Linked DNA regions of Mus musculus: regions 1, 3 and 4 are each linked to region 2. Evidence: chromatin contacts called from public HiChIP or PLAC-seq and promoter capture Hi-C data. All regions are on one chromosome and are shown on one strand. Each heading gives the region's core, a stretch centred on a gene start, on an enhancer-like site or on the middle of the called end of the contact. The rest is flanking DNA. Distances are from core to core; before and after follow the strand shown.

Region 1 (2,885 bases), core at 110-2,609, 590 kb before region 2:
CTGTGTAAGGAGCTGCTCAGATGTGGAAAACAGAAAGATCACATATCCTTCTTTATGACTCTCTCTGTCTTCTTCCCTTTACACAGGCTCTCTCTCTGAACCTGCAGCTAGGTCGTTAGGCAGGAAGTCCCAAGACCCTCCTCCCTTTAACCCCCACACTGACCCCATTCCCCATCCATGCCCTATAATGCTAGGATTCCAAACGTATAAGTGAATTCTGGGTATTTGAACTCAGGTCCTCCTACTGGTACAACAAAAGGCTCTCAGCTGCTACATCATCTCCTCAGCTTCATCTATTGAGGTCTTGGTCTCAGACAAAAAGACTTCGTTTTGGAAACAGGGTCATTACAGACTTCGTGAATTAAGATGAGGTCATGAAGCCTTGTGGGAGGGGTGGTGCCATGTGGACTGGTGGTGAACATCTATAATCCCAGCATGGTGGAGGCTGAGGCAGGAATATTGTGAGTCTGTGGCCAGTCTGAACTAAAAAGCAAGATCCTGTCTAAGGTAAAACTGACCTTGAACTTCCTGATTTTTTTTTTCTTTTCTTTCCTTAATTTTATTTTACCTATGTGTGTGCATAAGGTGCCTGCTTGGAGCCTGCAGAGGACAGCAGAGAACATTGGACCTCCTAAAGTGGGGCTAAAGACCCAGTTGTGAGCAAACATGTACATACTGGGAACGCAGGGTCCTGAGCCAGAGCCGCCAGGGCTCTTAACTCTGAGTCATCTCTGAAGTCCACCCTGAGTTCCTTGCCTCTAATTTCAAGGACTGGTATTGGATCATAGACCAGTCTTGCCTTGAGCTCACCAAAATCCTTCTGCCTCCGCCGTACTGTGTTCAGCCTTGCATTCTTTTTAGGTGTGGATGTTTCGTCTGCCTTTTTATGTGTGTGCACCAAGTCAAGCTTGGTGGAGGTCAGAGAAAAGCATGGGTCCTCTGGAAGTGGAGTTACAGATGGTGAGCCACAATGTGGGTGTGGGGACCTAAACTTGATCCCAGGTCCTTTGCAAAAGCAACAAGTGCTCTGAACAGCTGAACCAGGTCTCCAGCCTCCTTGTAGTGTTTTAGAGCAACAGTTTCCCTCACATCTTAAACTGGCCATAATACACACTGCAGGGGCGCTACTGCGCCTGAGTTTAATCCTAGGACTACAATCTCCCAGAAGTCACGGAGGAACTTCTTCTGGCGTGATCCTAGATGACCAATCGTTGAGGAGCTCAGCTTACCCGCCCTGGAGCAGCAGGACTACTTCTTCCATAAGCCATTGCGGGTTTGGCTGTCATTTTCAGATTTAGAGAGGGCCGGGTGAGCAAGGACTCCCCATTTCCCAGCAGGCAGTGCGGCCATAGGAGGCGCGGGACTTCATTTCCCAGCAGGCTTCAGGCGGCGGGCGCCGCGGTGCCTTGTGTGGGATGTAAGCGCGGAGGTGGGCGCGGGGGACCGAAGCCGGGACTCTCCTTGGGACTTGTGGGAGGCTGGTTTGGGTTTGCCTTCTGGACAGGCTCCAGAGGGCCGGGTAGAGATTGTAGGGACTGGAGGGGCGGCCTTTGAGGGTCCCCAATAGGTCTTTGGGAGCAGCCTCATCGGGGCTGGGGGTCCCGGAATTGTAAGGAACTAGAAGGCCCTATATAGCCTTGGTTGAAGGGTCTCAGAAACCGAGCCGCCGCCCGTGAGCACAGGACGAAGCGGCTGGCGAAGCAGAATTGTGGCGGAGGGTAGAGCCTTAGCCGAGCCTGGGAGGGGGCTCTCTCGCCGAGCCCGACCCTCCCTCCCTCGGCTCGCCCGCAGGCCACCGCCCGCCGCCATGGGGCTGAAGGCCGCCCAGAAGACGCTGTTCCCTCTGCGCTCTATCGACGACGTGGTGCGCCTGTTTGCTGCAGAGCTGGGCCGAGAGGAGCCTGACCTGGTGCTCCTGTCCTTGGTCCTGGGCTTCGTGGAGCATTTCCTGGCTGTCAACCGTGTCATCCCCACCAACGTGCCGGAGCTCACCTTCCAGCCCAGCCCCGCACCCGACCCTCCTGGTGGCCTCACCTACTTCCCGGTGGCCGACCTATCCATCATTGCTGCCCTCTATGCCCGATTCACCGCTCAGATCCGCGGCGCTGTGGACCTCTCCCTCTATCCTCGAGAGGGAGGTGTTTCTAGTCGCGAACTGGTAAAAAAGGTCTCGGATGTCATATGGAACAGCCTCAGCCGCTCCTACTTCAAGGACCGGGCCCACATCCAGTCCCTCTTCAGCTTCATCACAGGTTGGAGTCAGACAGGTGGTCAGGAGAGCAAATGAGTGTTGTCTTACCTCTTCTCATGTCTGAACAATATGGCTTATAGCCCTTTTGAGACTTGTAAACCTTGTGTGGTGGGGCAGGTATTATTTCTCCTTCGCAGTTGTGGAAAGAGAATTCTGAAGAGGGGAATGTCAGAATGACAGGGCTGAGACTGGAACCTGGTCATTTGGTGCCAGCTTTTACTCCCCAGTCTTTCAACAGTCCCAGCCCTGCCATTGAATAGCCAGAGGGATCTGGCAGCCCAACATATGGGGAAAGAAGGTGGTAGCAGACTGGGGAGGTAGGACAAATGGGTGGGTACATTTGAGACAATTAAGATTATACCTTTGAAAATATTTTGAAAGGAAGCACGGGCTTGACTAAGGACAAAGTGCTTCAGCTCTCCGTGCAATGTACTGAGCAAGCATCTGAGGCCTCTTGTGAGCTTTGAGGAAAAAAGTGCAGAGATAAATCAGAACATGAAGAAGGGAGGGGTGGGGGTTCGTGGGGTCATGGGCTTGCTCTCCTTGACACAGTCTGATAGCTGTACAATAGACACTGGGTTAAGTCATTATGTTAACAGAAGTACTTGGTGTAGAAAAGGGAGGGGCAGTTTCT
Region 2 (3,270 bases), core at 36-2,535:
CTGCCCATGAAGAGGGCCCCCAGCTGTCGCCATGGGAACAGAGTCTCCAGAGCCTCTGAGGCCAGTAACTGACAGCAGGTCTTCCTCTTGGGAACCTGGGAGCGGCTTGGCAAGTCTAGCTCCCACCCAAGCCAGGAAGCAGGCTAACCTCAACCTGCAGGCAACTCTCAACCCCGAGCATAAGCATGATCCTCTCCTCAGTTTTCTCCAGATGTACTCCAGGAGGTACTCTCAAGTATTCAAGAGCATACTGAGGAACCGGGAGGGGGCTAAGGGGGGCCAAGGGGGGCGGAGGCAAAGGATATGGCCACTCTCTCAGGAGTTTCCACATGTCCACACATGCTCACACTCTCCTGGGAACCTTCCACTCACACATGGCCTTTAACCAGTCCCAAGTTCTCACATACTCCCAGCAAAAGAGCACACTCAATAAGCAAACTCACACTCAAGTCTTCTAATCCCTCACCACACTCTTGTAAGGGAGTCTCTCACCTCTGACACGCCACCCCCTCCAGCTTTAGCAAGCCCAGTCCAGCCACGCCGTGCAGGGCGCGGCTCCACCTCTTTTGCACCCCAAACCTGCAAGGTTCATTCTTACACTCCAGCTACCGCAGAGTTCACCACCTCTCGCGACCTCCAGGGCCGCCCCCCACCCCCCATTAACCTGCGCACACCTATGGGAAGTTGCCTGAAGTTACTAATCTCCCCTCCCCCCATTGCCCGCGGGGGACTTCTATCAGGTTATCAGGAAGTAAGAAGAGGCGACAAGGAAGAAGTTCTCCCTCGCGCTACGATGACCTATGACCCAGAGAGGAGGGTGGCCCAAAGCCCCTGCAAGCGCCCCCACGTGGCCTCAAGGGACCCTTTCAATTCCAGCCCACCCCGAGGACTCCCGCAATGCTCAAGGATCGATCTGAACGCTGCCCGGGGACTCGCTCCAAGGCCCGAGGCTAACTGGAGGCCAGGACCTGAAGCCAGTCCTGACCCGGCCGACGCACCAGGCGCGACCCCGCCCGCAGCCCGCCCCCCGCCCGCGCTTGCACATGGCCCCCGCCGCGCCCGCCCACCCCCGCGGCCGCCTTCCCCTCCGCCCCCGGACCTTGGGCTCCGGCAGGGCTGGCGGGCAGGCATGGGGGCCGAGCGGCCCGGAGCGCCGGGGTGAGCGGGGGCCGCCTCCTCCGGCCGCACCGCCCCGCCGCGCTGCGTCCCCCCTCACTCGGCGGCGCCGCTGGCTGCTTGTAGGACACAAAAGGACATCGCGGCTGCTTCCTACTCCGCTTCCTCCAGCTGACAGCGGAGGCGGGGCCGGCCTGCGCATGCAAAACAGGGGGTGGGGCCAGGTGCCCTATGCTAATATCCGAGGGAGGCGGCGGCGCCTGCGTACCCGGAGGACAGCGGGCAGGCCTTGTCGATACACACGCGTGCGCGGCCTCCTGTGGGCGGGGCCTGAACCTAGGGGAGGAGCGAAGACTAGGAACTGGTGCGGGAGAGAAGCCGGAGCACCCTTGCATCACGAAGGAGGGCGGTGCTCTGCCTTATAAGAGTGGGCGTAGCTGTTCAGTGAACTCACTCTGTGAGGGCGTTGAACGTGTATGTAAATGAAAGGCGGGTTTATGTAACTGCATATGCATAAGGGGTGGGGCCTAACAGGGTGCTGCTCCCCACCCCACCCCATTATGTTGATGGGACACTTGACAGATTTGGTAGATCAGCACCCCTGAGGACCCTCAAGTGGAGAAGCAGACCTAAAACATGCAAGTAGCCCTGGTTTGCGAGTTCCTCAAAGGCAGAGGTGAGACACGAGCGGACAAAACTCAAGGTCACTGCGGTGACCGAATGAAGGTCACGGGGAAAGGCGGGGCCACGTGCGTCCGCCTCACGCAAGCAGCCACGCACTGACTCTGGGACCATGCATAGACTCTTTAATTTCTCTAGGATTCAAATTCCATGCAGATGAGGTTGAGCTTGGGTTCGAGGGACCGGAAAGGACACGGAGCGGACGTCTCGTCGGCCACTTGAGCTGGAGGTTCACTGATCCAAAAAGTACAGCCTCTTGTTCCTGCGCTTCCTGATCCCTTCGATGTATCCCTGCAGCTCTTTAGTCATGAAGTGGTTCCTGCCAATCGTGGACCTATATGCTAGGGAGAGGGAAGAGCTGAGCTCAGGGCCATGAACAGCAGCAAAGGGCTTCCCCCATTTGAGGAACCACAGGTGATTTGAGGTGGCATTTAGTGCTGGATTTGGATCTGTGTTAGTTTGGGGAATTTTGGGTCTCCTAGGTGCGATGTGAAGAATGGAGGGGAAGAAGGCTGAAGAAGTTGCTGCAAGCCTGAACAGAGGCAGTGAGACCCAACCTCCTCCTGAGCCGCTCACTCTAACTAGTTATCTGGCCCTTTCTTCCCTCTATGTGCTCATATACCATGAGCAGAAGGTTACGCAGATAATCCAATATCCAGTACATTTACCCAAAAAAAATCCCGATGTGTCACAGCTCCCACACCTGGGAGTGAAGCAAAGCTACCCAAAGGCTGTCACTCCACTGAACAAGCAGAGAAAACAGACTTGCTAGAAAGGGGCTTATTTTAAGTCCTCTGAGTCACTCACTCCATTGAGTCGGCCTGTGCCTACTCTCTTGACTTTTAATTTTTAGGGCATCCTTGTGAGTGCTAAGGGGATCTGACAAGACTACATATCCTGAAACTCCACAGCCCCAAGCCCTGCCAAAGCCACCAGGATCTTTTGTGGAAGCTGGGGTGGGGGTGGGGGTGGAGTGCTCACTGATGAGGGCTTTTTTGAGAATATCCAGAACTTCAGTCTCCATGAGCTCCATCAGAGGCAGAGGCAGCTGGAAAAGCAACAAGAGACTCAACCAGTTCCATGGAAAGCTGAAGTGGTCCCCACATGACCTCCCCAGCTTGCCTGCCCCACTTTCCTGAAACCTGCCCATCTGCTGCTGCCCACTACTCAACCCCAGTAGTCTCCCCAGTAGTATCCTCCAACCCTGTTCTGCTGCTCTGTCCAGTAGGTTCGATGTGGCTTCCATAGGCTGAATATTAGTGATTCTGAAGTAGACGATGCTGGAGAAATGAAGAGAGAAATCGGTCTTGGTCAGGCTCCTGGGTCATGGTGGGAGTGGGGTTCAGGGAATAGCTGCAGCTACACCCTGCATCAAAGGTCATAGGGGACACTGGTTTCAGCCCTAGGCTTTAGAATCCCACCCGGCTGAGATCCAGAACCAACTGTCCCGCTGTGTGAGACTTGGAGTCATTC
Region 3 (3,149 bases), core at 596-3,095, 800 kb before region 2:
GCTCCAGTCATGTTCCCTCAGAGAGGCTACCCCACTTCCTCTCTCCTCTTCTAAGAAAGACCCAGCCATCTGATCCTTCTCTGGTCTTTTTGAGGTGCCACAAGACCAGACCTCCTTCAATCTAAATCCTTACAAGGCAGTGTTGTACATTTACATAGGGACACAGGCCAACATAACATAAAGGCTTGCCTGGAGCACAGGCTATTATGCTAGACCCAAACTTAAGGCTTCTGACTCAGGGTTCCCACTGCAGCCTGAGGGCACTGGCTTCCCTACACTTTCCCCTCTATCTGCAAGGGTCACTGTTGGAGGATGACTTGGCCCTAGTTTCCTTTCCAGGAAATCTTGGTACTGGAATCTTGGGCCACTTTTCTTAAATTAGTGAATTTAAGAGTCACTGTGTGTAGCCGGGTAGTGGTGGTGCACGCCTTTTATACCAGCACTTGGGAGGTAGAGGCAGGCCGATTTCTGGGTTCTGGGTTCGAGGCAAGCCTAGTCTACAAAGTGAGTTCCAGGACTGCCAGGGCTACACAGAGAAACCCTGTCTGGAAAAAAGAAAAAAAAGAAAAAACAAAGAGTCACTGTGTGCATGTATGATACAAATATATTGTCTCCACATATAAAATCATCAAAGAATCTGCCTGCCTCTGCCTCCAAAGTGTTCCCATACAAGGCGCCTGTTACCACGCCCACTGGACTTTCCTATAATTAAATCACCCATAGAAGGGAATCTTTTAGCACCTCCTGTTAGATATGTTTATGGGCCAGCCCACGGAGCAGTTCTTATAAGTTTGGAAAGCGCTTTCTAGGTCAACTCTCTCAGTACTATCCTACCTCCTTCCACCTCTACTATGTAGAAAACAGCCAATTTGAGAATGTCAGACCTGAGGTCCCACGTCGGGACTTTTACCAACTGACTTTCCCAAGAAGAAGCTATTGCTGGGGGATGGAAGTTACAGTACTCCCAAGCTATAGTTCGCCGTTGCTGCTACAATTGCGTCTTCCCCACCCCAGGCTCCTCGGGTCCCCGCACTTAGTTCTCTGGGATCGACTCACCCAAGTTGTAGAGCAGAAAGAGGCCCTGAAAAGCAGCCTGGCGGGGGTAGGGGCCTTTGCCCCGCGCGTAGCAGCGCCGCAGCGAACCGAAGCCTTCCTGCACCTGAGTCTGAAGCAGCACCGGGTCCGCGGCTCCGCGCGTCTCTTCTGGCCGCACCCGCGCCACCACGGCCAGCAGCGTGGCCAGCGCAGCCTCCAGCACTGTCGCTGCGTCCGCGTCGTCCACGCCCTGCAGCGACAGATCTAGCCGCACTGCGCGCAGGCGGTCGGCCACAAAGCTCGCCACCTCCGCGCACGACACGTCGCCGCGGCCAGCCACCTCACCGGCCAGATAACGCACGGTGGCTAAGAGCACTGGCGGCGGCCGCAGCAGGCTTGGCGGGGGCCGGGGTTTGCCCGCTGCCGGCCGGCTGTACTCCTTCACTGTGCGCTTGGGGTCGGCTCGGGGAGCGTTCCCACGGCCGCCTGGCTCCACCTCCAGTCGGTGCAGGCGGCGCTCGCGCTCGCGTCGGGCGCGCTCGGCGGCCGGGCACATGTCTGGGCACAGGCCCATGGGTAGTTTGCAGCCGGACATGGTAGGGGTGTGGGTAGAGGACGCACACTCAGCATCGCCGGGCCAGCGGAAGCGCGGCACTGCATCCTGCCGTGGGCTCGAGGGACAGACTCGAGCCCCAGTCTGGCCAAACGCAGCCTGCCGCGGCTTTCTCGATTTGCCGCTCCCGCGGCCTTTAGAAACGCCTCCCATAATCCATCGCGCCTGGCTTCGGTTTTCCCCCTTAAATCGTCCCATGATGCATCGGTTTGTAGTCCCGCGACGCAGGCCACACCTCCCCAGGGCTGGGATTTGTTGGTTTAGCTTTTTGTTCTTAGGGCTCTCGAAGTAGCAAGTCCTGCTTTACGTACGTGTCTATTATTTCTTTAACACACTCAGCTAGTGCTGCGTGCCTGTCATTCTTCATTGTTTCCCTATGCGTTTTGTTTTAACTGTGTACCTTTGCATGGTCTGGAAGTCACTATATAGACCAGGCTGACTCAGTAGAGATCCGCCTGTCTCTTTGCCTTCCAATTCCCGGATTAAAGGCGCGGCCACTCATTCATAGTTATTATTAGCATTCTGTCTAAGCTTCACTTCACAGTTAGCTGACAACAACCAGGTAGGCTCCACCCAACAGCTACCTGGCAACAGTCAGGTAGGCCTGACCCATTATAAAAGGGGCTGCTTGCCCCCTCCTCTCTCTTGCCTTCTTGCTCCTGCTCTAGTCCCTTGCCCCTCCCCCTCCCTGTGCTCATGGCCAGCTTCTAATTCTCTACTCCTCTACTTCTCTCTCCCCCCCTCCTCTCTCTGCCTTTCTCTGCCTCTAGTACCCTCTTAACTCCCCTTCCCATGTCCTGAATAAATTCTACTATTACCATCGCTTGGCTGGTCCCTCAGGGGGATAGGATGCCTTGGCAAGGGCCAGCTGAAGCACCTCAATGGAACATATTCCTCCTCTCTTTATCTTCTTATAAACATAATGGGTATGATGTGCCAGACACCGCTTATTCAACTCTGTTGGTACAATGTAAACTCAACCACAGACAATAATAAGCAAATGGACCTGGTTGTGTTCAGGCATGTGTTTTACTCACACGTATTTAAATTTTATGAGATTTTCACTAGTCAAAGAATCTTTTTTCTTCCAACCATAAAAAAAAAGAAAGAAAGAGAAGAAGAGAAAAGGAAAGGAAAGGAAAGAAAGAGAAAGGAAGGAAGGCTCTCAAGGGCCTTACAAAAAAGGCAGTGGGCCAGGTCTGGCTACAGACTCTGGTCTAGATGGGTGAACTGACAGGTTAGGGGCCCAGATGCCACTCACATAGAACAGATAGGCAGGATCAGAAGTTCAAGTCTAATTCCAAGGAGGCAGGCAGGTCAGAGCTGAGAAGTCTTTGCTTTTCTTATACTTGATCCAGTTAATACAGATATGGCCCCTGGTAGTCATACGAGCAGGAAGCACGGCCAGGTCCCAAAGAGAGCAGTGGGGGTGGCTGGCAGTGCTGGAGCTGACATCCCAGGAAGGGTCCACCCCTTAGGGCAAGTGTGTGTGAAGCATCTC
Region 4 (2,903 bases), core at 157-2,656, 780 kb before region 2:
AGCTTCTGCTCTGCTCCGGGCGCTGCTGCTCTTTCCTTGGCCCTCTCCCAGACCCCATCCTGTTACCCTCATCTGACTTCACACAAGCGTCTACACCTGGGTCTCAGCACTCCCCAGCTGGGCCATCCCATGATCGTTTCTAGGCTGATGGCTGCTACCTACCTGCCCAACAGTCAGGGTTGGTGTCTTCCCAGGGACATGCGTCTCTCATCTCAGCAAGTGGCTCCTTGTCCTTCTGAACACTCTGGCCAGAGACCAGTTCATGCTTGGCTACATCTCCCTCATTGTCTTCTCCCATTCAGCAGCAAGTCATAATACTCTCCTACTACCACCATGGTCTAAGCCACCATCCTGTGCTCCCTTCATAGTCCAGCTGCCTAAATGGCCCCAGCCCATGGGCTCTCCCTCTCTCCAGCTCTTTCCTTCTCAACCTTTCTTGAACATGCCTGTCTTATCCTCCTCCAGGGCCTTCGCACTTGCAGGTCCTCTGCTTACGTTTTCCCAGCTCTCTCTACCTCCTTGTGGACTCTATTCTTCTCATCCTACACTACATATCTTACTTGCTTTATCAATTTTTTCTCCCCTTTCATCACAGAATATCTGAAATGAAGCCTTTTTCGCTTCCCTGTTTTACCGAATTCCCTAACATAGGTGCTTGGAGGTCATCTAATGAGTGTCTTTCTCAGAATTGTCTAAAACACGCACGAGTGGTAAAGTTCTACGTGCACATTAAATTTCCTTTTCTCCCTCTGCTACTTTGTGGATCGCAGATGCCTAGGTGGCCCGGCACAGTGCAAGACGGGTGATGCAGGTGCCAGTTAATGCGGTGAAAGGTCGCTGGTGGCCTTAAGTGACAGCGGGACCTGTGGCCAACCGAGTCCACGCCTACTCGCAGGAGCCTAGGCGGTCCTCGAGACCCTGGGATTCCGACCCTAAGGGAAGCGCCAAGGCCTACACCCGTAGATGAAGGGGAGGGGGTCAGCGCCAGGGAGGAGCAGGGCCCACGCTCGGGCCAGCCCGAGGCAGCGTGACGTCCGAGTCACCACCACTGCGTCGCGCCTCGCAGTGATACTGGAGTCCCAAGTCTAGGCCGGGCCTTGAGACCACCGGGCTGCCTTCTGCACGCCAACCCCCACCCCGCAGAGTGGTACGGCCCTCCCCGGCCCCGCGCCGAGCAGTGGTAGCGCCGCGTGCGTGACGCACCACCGGCAATAGGTACCCACGGCGGCCGCGCCCCCCCACGCCCGGCTCCGCCCACCCGGCGGGCCCCGCTACCCTCGCGACCGCTCTAGCGCTCGGAGGATACAGCATGAGCAGCCGCAGCTCTCGCTCTTTCTGCTTCATCTTCTTCAGAATGGTCAGAAGCCCCATGATCCCGTAGCCCCCTCCCGGCCGCCGTTTCTTCTAGTCCCGGGACCCCGCTCCCGTCTCCTATTGGCCAGCCTGGCGCTTGTGGCCGCCCTCGTTGTCACGTGACCACAGGAGTGCAGGGCGTCGCCCCCTAGAGGCGCTGCGGCGACTTTGAAGCCTGCTGCGTTAACCCTTGTCGGGAAGGCAGAGGGTTGGTGGGGACAAGGGAGAAGTCCCTAAGCCTTCCGACTCCGAGGCCTCGGTCGGATGCCAGACAGAGGCTGACTTTCTCGAGCAGTATCTCGTCTGGGTAGGGAGTAGCCGCGAAGAGATTCTGAGCTAGGAGTCGGAATCTGGTTCCACAAAGAGCTGACGAATCATCCGGGGACTGTAATACGGTTCCCACCAGTGCATCTTGTGACTTCCATTCATTTACCAGTGACGGAAAACCGTTGGTCCTGGTCCGGGACTCTGTCGGAAATGGCTCTGTGCGTTCACTTGAGGATGATGACTCCCCCTAGGGGCCATTTCTAAATGTGCGGACAGTATGGCCTCCTTGGGTTGTTTAGAGTTCCAAGCTCCCCGCAATGCAGGGACCAGACCCGCACAAAGGATTGAGTGCTATCTAGGACCCTATCAGGTTGAGACGCTCTATCCCAACTGTTAGGATAAAACTGGCAGGGCAGAGCCTGTCTCAAAAAACAACGATAAAAAACCTGAAGCCCACCTGGTGCTTAGCCTCATGGCTGCTGGCATGTACTAGCTGTACAATCAGATTATCTTCAGTAAATGACTTTGACAAGAGTTCTTTAAAAAAAATTTTTTTTTCTTTGCTGGTTGTGTTGGCACATATCTTTAATTCCAATGCCTGGGTGGCATAGACAAGTGGATCTCTGTGAGTTTGAGGGCAGCCTGGTCTGTATATATATTGAGGACAGAAAGGGCTACACATCTGAGACCCTGTCTCAAAACAATCATCATTGTTGTGTGTAAACTCTGTATGTGTGTGTGTGTGTGTGTGTGTGTGCGCGCGCGCGTGTCTGCACATACCACTGGAGATCAGAGGACAACTTTGTGGAGCTGATTCTCACACTTTTTTTTTAAGATTAATTTATATGTAAGTACACTGTAGCTGTCTTCAGACCCCTTAGAAGAGGGCATCAGATCTCATTATAGGTTGTTGTGAGCCACCGGTGTGGTTGCTGAGATTTGAACTCAGGTTAAGAGCAGTCAGTGCTCTTAACCGCTGAGCCATCTCTCCAGCCCCGATTGTCGCACTTTTATGTGGGTTCCAGGCAGGGAATTTAGCATCAGACTTTCTCAGCAAGTTTTTTTTTTTTTTTTTTTTTTTTTTTTTTTTTTTTTTTAATTGGTGAGATTTCTCACTGGCCCAAAGAGTTAGTTTCTCTTTTTTTGTTTTTTGTTTGTTTTTGCTTTTTCCGAGACAGGGGTTTTCTCTGTGTAGGTTTTTCTCTCTTTCTTTCTGGCTGTCCTGGAACTCACTCTGTAGACCAGGCTGGCCTCGAACTCAGAAACCCGCCTGCCTCTGCGTC

The links. Promoter capture Hi-C pulls out the DNA fragments that hold promoters and counts their contacts. HiChIP or PLAC-seq counts read pairs in DNA pulled down with a chosen protein or histone mark.
Region 1: a contact with region 2 is called in a promoter capture Hi-C map of liver, with 2.9 times the contacts expected there. The contact joins the promoter of Men1 here to the promoter of Esrra in region 2. A contact is called at or near these places in 8 of 39 promoter capture datasets (the C10 cell line, the HPC-7 cell line, cranial neural crest and 5 more), 2 of 484 Hi-C or Micro-C datasets (CD4 T cells and liver), 7 of 115 datasets of contacts at active chromatin or transcription factors (the NIH/3T3 cell line, astrocytes, bone marrow-derived macrophages and 3 more) and 2 of 9 other capture datasets (adipose tissue and pancreatic islet).
Region 3: a contact with region 2 is called in a promoter capture Hi-C map of hippocampal neurons, with 3 times the contacts expected there. The contact joins the promoter of Sac3d1 here to the promoter of Esrra in region 2. A contact is called at or near these places in 3 of 39 promoter capture datasets (hippocampal neurons, liver and pre-B cells), 1 of 484 Hi-C or Micro-C datasets (embryonic stem cells) and 2 of 115 datasets of contacts at active chromatin or transcription factors (embryonic stem cells and extraembryonic endoderm stem cells).
Region 4: an HNF4G HiChIP or PLAC-seq map of pancreatic cancer cells shows a contact between it and region 2. The contact joins the promoter of Arl2 here to the promoter of Esrra in region 2. A contact is called at or near these places in 2 of 115 datasets of contacts at active chromatin or transcription factors (extraembryonic endoderm stem cells and pancreatic cancer cells).

Annotation. Positions count from the first base shown.
Region 1 is chr19:6,333,654-6,336,538 of GRCm38.p6, forward strand. Men1 (multiple endocrine neoplasia 1) reads left to right here and starts at 1,360. Exons shown (of 10, transcript NM_001168489.1): 1 at 1,360-1,429; 2 at 1,792-2,252. The coding sequence starts at 1,808.
Region 2 is chr19:6,920,523-6,923,792 of GRCm38.p6, forward strand. Esrra (estrogen related receptor, alpha) reads right to left here and starts at 1,286. Exons shown (of 7, transcript NM_007953.2): 1 at 1,100-1,286. Catsperz (cation channel sperm associated auxiliary subunit zeta) reads right to left here. Exons shown (of 5, transcript NM_001039494.2): 3 at 3,001-3,077; 4 at 2,779-2,845; 5 at 1,904-2,138. The coding sequence ends at 2,029.
Region 3 is chr19:6,116,741-6,119,889 of GRCm38.p6, forward strand. Sac3d1 (SAC3 domain containing 1) reads right to left here and starts at 1,846. Exons shown (of 2, transcript NM_133678.3): 1 at 1,057-1,846. The coding sequence starts at 1,846. Snx15 (sorting nexin 15) reads right to left here. Exons shown (of 8, transcript NM_026912.2): 8 at 2,659-3,149. The coding sequence ends at 3,123.
Region 4 is chr19:6,139,731-6,142,633 of GRCm38.p6, forward strand. It overlaps Arl2 (ADP-ribosylation factor-like 2), which reads right to left and starts at 1,407. Exons shown (of 5, transcript NM_019722.3): 1 at 1,307-1,407. The coding sequence starts at 1,371. LOC115489019 (a long non-coding RNA gene) reads left to right here. Exons shown (of 3, transcript XR_003952891.1): 3 at 1-2,184.